Regions from separate parts of the Sus scrofa genome. Here region 1 is linked to region 2. The links are chromatin contacts, called in public Hi-C maps. All regions are on one chromosome and are shown on one strand. Each heading gives the region's core, a stretch centred on a gene start, on an enhancer-like site or on the middle of the called end of the contact. The rest is flanking DNA. Distances are from core to core; before and after follow the strand shown.

Evidence for each region. A called contact is a pair of places that touch in the nucleus more often than the background predicts.
Region 1: a Hi-C map of fetal liver shows a contact between it and region 2, with 1.9 times the contacts expected there. The contact joins two enhancer-like sites. A contact is called at or near these places in 3 of 5 promoter capture datasets (fetal liver, liver and skeletal muscle), 32 of 47 Hi-C or Micro-C datasets (adipose tissue, alveolar macrophages, blood and 16 more) and 2 of 2 datasets of contacts at active chromatin or transcription factors (alveolar macrophages and skeletal muscle).

Annotation. Positions count from the first base shown.
Region 1 is chr17:43,770,759-43,773,743 of Sscrofa11.1, forward strand. It overlaps TOP1 (DNA topoisomerase 1), which reads left to right. Exons shown (of 21, transcript XM_021078395.1): 10 at 2,816-2,937. Among named protein-coding and RNA genes, the nearest start is that of PLCG1, 38 kb to the right of the region's middle. Within about 2 kb of position 1,598, at least 6 of the 83 cell types and tissues checked have an H3K27ac peak or open chromatin away from gene starts, as enhancers often do. A contact at or near this core is called in fetal liver, where this site is marked.
Region 2 is chr17:43,669,617-43,672,418 of Sscrofa11.1, forward strand. No RefSeq gene overlaps it. Among named protein-coding and RNA genes, the nearest start is that of TOP1, 39 kb to the right of the region's middle. Within about 2 kb of position 1,260, at least 2 of the 83 cell types and tissues checked have an H3K27ac peak or open chromatin away from gene starts, as enhancers often do. A contact at or near this core is called in fetal liver, where this site is marked.

The sequences.
Region 1 (2,985 bases), core at 348-2,847, 100 kb after region 2:
AAACATCAGTAGGTGAACATTCAGAGCGTTTTGGTATATCTCTGTCCACGTAGCATTGGCCTCAGGCCATGGATGCTTATAAGTCAAGGGTAGTAGTTTATACTGAAAGTCTGGGTCTTGCAAATCAGGGATGTGTCGAACTTGTCAAGCTGGAATTTTTGTTTTTTTTAAACTATGTATTCACTATGACTGTGTTTACACACGAAGACCCAGCAGTGGACAATACTAACTAATAAATCCCTGTTCCCATGGAGTGTGCAGTCTAGCAGGACCTTATAGCCTCCATGACAAATGCTTGCATCATGTAAACATTCTGACTTGAGTTGATTGGAGAGCACAGGACAGAGTAGAGCTCTACTGTCAGCCCTCAGAGTGGGTAATTCCTGGAGACAGTAAAAATGTGACTCAAAGCCAAAACTCCAGTGGTGAGAAAGAACCTTAGCTAATCATAGAAAGAAATGTGGTATTCTGTAGCCCTAGTCTGGTAAAGACTAACTGTGGGATCCAAAGTTATTTGAAGGAAAGCTAGATTCCTTTCCTTAGCCTTTGGTTTCTCTTTATTTTCTGAGGTGGAAAGCCGAGACTTGAGCTACTCACCATGGTCCCTTCCCACATTCTTGCCCATCGTATGAGCTCCATTCTTGTTCCATTATATGAACTCTAGCTCTAGGGCTCTTGCATTTTTTTCATTTGATCTTTCTGGGGTTTCTTCCCTTTAATTAGGTAAACTAATTATTGACTGCAGTAAGTCAAGAAGTTGTATCTGACTTAGTCTAAGTTGATACTGTCAGTTCTGCCTCTTTTCTAGGGAAGAGAATCTTCAGACTCCTTAGTGCCTTTTAGGGAGATGTGGGGCACGAGCTGGCTGAAGCAGTGAATGGCCTCCAAGAACCTCCAATTTTCAGCTCTGACTCAGCAGTTTCTTCCTGGAATTCAGCCTTTTCCACAAAACACTGCCATTGCCGGGAACTTTCTAGTTATCCTCCTACCCTTCCACTGCTGGGAGCTGTCATTTCATCTTTGACAGCTCATCTTAAATGGGAGGCATCAAAAGTACTTTCTCTATTGGGATAGAATTCAGTAAAATTTCCTGAAGAGTCTCTCTCTCTCTCTTTTTTTTTTTTTTGGCTTTTCAGGACCACATTCACGGCATATGGAGGTTCCCAGGCTAGGGATCCAGTCAGAGCTACAGCTGCCGGCCTATGCCACAGGCACAGCAACATCAGATCTGAGCCGTGTTAGACTACGGCTCACAACCAACACGGGATCCTTAACCCACTGAGCAAGGCCAGGGATCGAACCCAAAACCTCATGGTTCCTAGTCAGAGTCGTTTCCACTGAGCCACGATGGGAACTCCTTTTTTAAAATATTGTTTATATTTAGTTTAACATACCCCAAAGTAGTTTGCATTCTTTCTTGCCTTTATGTATTTTATTCTTGGTGACTTAATGTTTTCCTTTATGTTAGAAGCATGTTACAACTTAACTGGCAACACCGATTCGGACTTGAGTGGGGTAATTCTGAAGAAGTGCAAGAAACTCTTTAAAGCCAGCCCTTCCTCCCCATGGTGTCCTTTTTGGAAGGAGCTGGAAGGTTGAGAGGGGAAGCAGCGCCACCTGTTGGCCTTTTAAAGTAATGCATTTCAAACAGGGTCTTTCTGTCTACCCTAAAACTTCAGTTTGAGTCTTTAGTTCCTGATATCCCTATAATTAGAGTGATAACTTTCCAGCCGTTCTTCTCAGTTTTGAAATGAATGCATTTCTGGTTAATTTTACTTTTATATAATAAATGTGAAATCTTTGGTGAATTAGTACCTGTGTAATAGTAAGACAGTGGAGAAACATGTACAATGCCAAGAAGCCCAGTCATCCCTTTGTTTTAGATGAGTCCCATTTCCCTGAAAGGGGCAACCTGATAAAGCCTGTGTTGCAGAGAGCATCTCAAACTCTGTGTACACGAGCTACCTGGGGGGGTCTCATTAAAATGCGCTTTCTGGGAGTTCTCCTGTAGTGCAGTGGGTTAAGGATCTGGTGTGTCACTGTAGTGGTTTGGGTCACTGCTATGGGATGGGTTCAATCCCTGGCCTGGGAACTTGCGCATGCCGTGGGCACGGCCAAAAAAAAAAAAGGCACTTTCTGGTTCAGTAGGTCTGGGGTGGGGCCTGAGATTTTGCATTTCTAATAAACCCCCATGTGATGTCAATACTGCTGGTCCATGAACCATACTTTGAGTAGCAGGGTTCTAGAGGAAGGTCTTATCTAGACTTTTCATATGGGATATCTGGCTTGCCTGCTATGAATATATACTTTTTATTCATATTCCACCCACCTAACTTTAAAGAAGAAAGATGCCTATTTCTTTTCCCCACAATTCCTTTCTTCCACTCCCTGCCCTATCCCTTCCTCCCCTTCTTGAACAGAAGCTGTTTAGCTTAGCAGTGGCAGGAGTCCCTCTGAGGATTTGATTTTTAAAAACCATTGAAGAGGTGTAAAGGACCCTGCTTGCTGAAAGGAAAAGGAAGAGTGACTGGGCCTCCCCCAGGTCATCCCTGTCCTGAGCAGGCTCCTGGGAACAGTTTACTGGCATAGTCTCCAGAGAATGACCCAGGTAAATATCTGCTAAAGAGAAGGAGAATCATACACGTAGATATAAATCAGTTTACTGTCTTTGTTGTCATTGTTACCACGTGTTACCAGACCTTTATATATATACTTTGGGAAGGTAAACCATTATTAAAGATGTCTCCAGAGCTTCAGAATTTATATTCAGAACATGAATACTATACCTCATTCTTTGGAAACATTTTTTCTTTAGGTAAAGTCATGAAGCTGAGCCCCAAAGCAGAAGAAGTAGCTACGTTCTTTGCAAAAATGCTCGACCATGAATATACTACTAAAGAAATATTTAGGAAAAATTTCTTTAAAGACTGGAGAAAGGTATTGTAGCCCATGAATTAGTTTCCTAGCAGTTGGTCAACTACTAAG
Region 2 (2,802 bases), core at 10-2,509:
CTATGGGCCAAATGGTGTTCCCTCAACAAATAGCTTGTAAGGAAAAGAAAGGGTCAAGTGACACCTCTAGATTGAAAGGGAGACATTAAAGATGTACCCTTTTTTTGTCTTTTTAGAGCCACATCTGTGGCATATGAAGGTTCCCAGGTCAGGGGCTGAATCAGAGCTGCAGCTGCCAGCTTATGCCACAGCCACAGCAGTGGCAGATCTGAGCCTCATCTGAAACCTACCCTGCAGCTTGTGGCAACGCCAGATCCCTTAACCCACTAGGCGAGGCCAGGGATTGAACCCACATCCTCAAGGATACTGGCCGGGCTCTTAACCAGCTGAGCCACAACAGGAGCTCCTATGTGTCTTTTTTTAACGGGCAAGTCTAAACAGTATCTGGGGATACACACTTAAGTGGTAAAATATTGCAAGAAAATGATTACTATAAAAGTCAGACTGCTGGAGTTCCCGTTGTGGTGCAGTGGTTAACGAACTAATCCGACTAGGAGCCATGAGGTTGCAGGTTCGATCCCCGGCCTTGCTCAGTGGGTTAAGGACCCAGCATTGCCGTGAGCTGTGGTGTAGGTTGCAGACACGGCTCGGATCCCGAGTTGCTGTAGCTCTGGTGTAGGCCGGGCGACTACAGTTCCAATTCGACCCCTAGCCTGGGAACCTCCATATGCCTCGGGAGCGGCCCTAGAAAAGGCAAAAAGACAAAACAAACAAACAAACAAAAGTCAGACTGCTTGTTCATAGGAGGGGAATGCGATTGGAAAGGGCCACCTGGAGACAAATGGGGTAGATTGAGCTTGCAAATTTCTACTTATTACCTTGGGAAATAGTTACAAAGATATTTACCATAAGATGATTCATTAGGCTATATATTTATTTCGTGTGGTTTTACTTTACAATAAAGATTTTCTTAAAAAAGACTGAAATGACAATGAATGAACCACCCTAGTAGGTCTCATTGTTCCCTTTCGTTGGATGACAAAGAGACAGCTCAGAGAGGAACGCAGTGTGCCCAAAGCCACCCAGCTGCTAAACCACCAGCTGGGCTGAAACCCGAGTGAGATTCATCTGTTCTTTTGACAGTTGCTGACACCTGCGGAGTTGGTCGCTGGACAAACAGCTGAGTTCAAACAGCCTGGCTGTGAATCCACCTGCCGTGTGTGGGAGTGACACCGGGGGCATGTGTAAGGGACATTTGTGGGTCTTGGTACCCAGCTGGGTGTGGTCGCATCACACCCATGTGTGCAGGGCCCATATGGTGTTCTCAGAAGCTGTGCCCACATAGCTTATCTCTCCTCAGACTCTGGACATGGAAATGCCTTTGACCTCACCTGACCATCTGATGAAATTTCGCTTCTGTTTCTCAACACCTCCCAGAGTGTTCTGTCCCCTGGAGAGGAGGGTGGTTCTAGGAAAGGGTCCTGGCCTGAAACTAAGAGGTCAGCTTGCTCCCCTGCCTTGCTCCCCACCCCATCTTGCAGGGGGGGTGCAACGAGGAAGAAGCTCTGCAGGCTCGGGCCCTCCTTGGTCTGCCCTGGTTTCTGTCACCCCAGCATTTGACACTCAGCCAGGTAGAAAGCAGAGGCACAACATATGTTTGTTGAATGAATAAGTGAATGAATTTAATATATCATTTTAATCAATACTTTAAAAATATATCATCTTTGGGGTTCCCCTGGGGGCACAGCAGGCTTAAAGATCCAGCATTGTCACTGCAGCGGCTCAGGTCATTGCTGTGATGCAGGTTCAATTCTTGGTCCCAGAACTCCCAAAAAGAAAAAAGCATATCACCTTTTGCTCTAAAATGGGAGTTATAATAATGCCTGTCCTCAGGGTCATTGAGGAGACTGAACCTGCTAATAAATGTAAAACCTTTAGAATAGGGTGTGACATGAACTGAGCCCTCAGCGAGTTATTCCTGTGACTGAGAGAAGTTTAAGTTTAGGACTCAGTCAGTGTAGGATTAGGGGTCAGGATGGGGCCAGGGTCAGAGGTTAGGGGGTGGAGAGAGCTAGTTTAGTCTGCAGTTAGGATTAGAGGACCAGTTTGTGGCCAGTCAGCAGTCAAATTTTTTTTTTTTAAATGGCTGCACCTGCAGCCTATGGAAGTTCCTGGGCCAGGGATTGAATCCGAGCTGCAGCTGAGGCAACACCGGATCCTTTAACCCACTCTGCCGGGTCAGGGATGAAACCCACACCTCCACAATGACCTGAGCCATCACAGTGGGATTCTTAACCCGCTGCGCCACAGCAGGAACCCCTGCATTCAGATTTTAAATTAATTGTCTATTTGTTTATTTATCTCCATGTTGTTCCAGAAGGACTCAAGGCAGCTCTTAGGAACCCCAGCTGCAGACATTGGGAAAGAGGGATGGAAGTGGGTACGATCCTGACTTGGGGGCACTCCAGGGCTCTCTTGGCAGAAAGCCACGAATGGGTGACCAAACCCCAGGGATGGCTGGCCACTCCAAAGTCCACAGCCCGGAGCCCGGCAGAACCGGCTTCATGCAGTTCTAGTGAGAAGTCCGTGAGTTAACCCATCAAAGTACCAGCACACAGTAGGTTAATGACCATTTGATATTATCATCAGAGCACAAGGGGGTCTGCTTTGAACATGCAGTGATCAGTGCGGGTCAGCATCCTCTCACTGGCCAGACCAGTACAGCCTCTCTCTGTGAGCAAAGCACCCCCCCACCCCGCCGCCTCCCCAGAACCCCACCAATGGATCAGAGCCAGCAGAAGTGGATTCAGTGGCATCAGGGTAGGATGGCCAGATCTACTCCATCAGGGTAGGATACCAAAG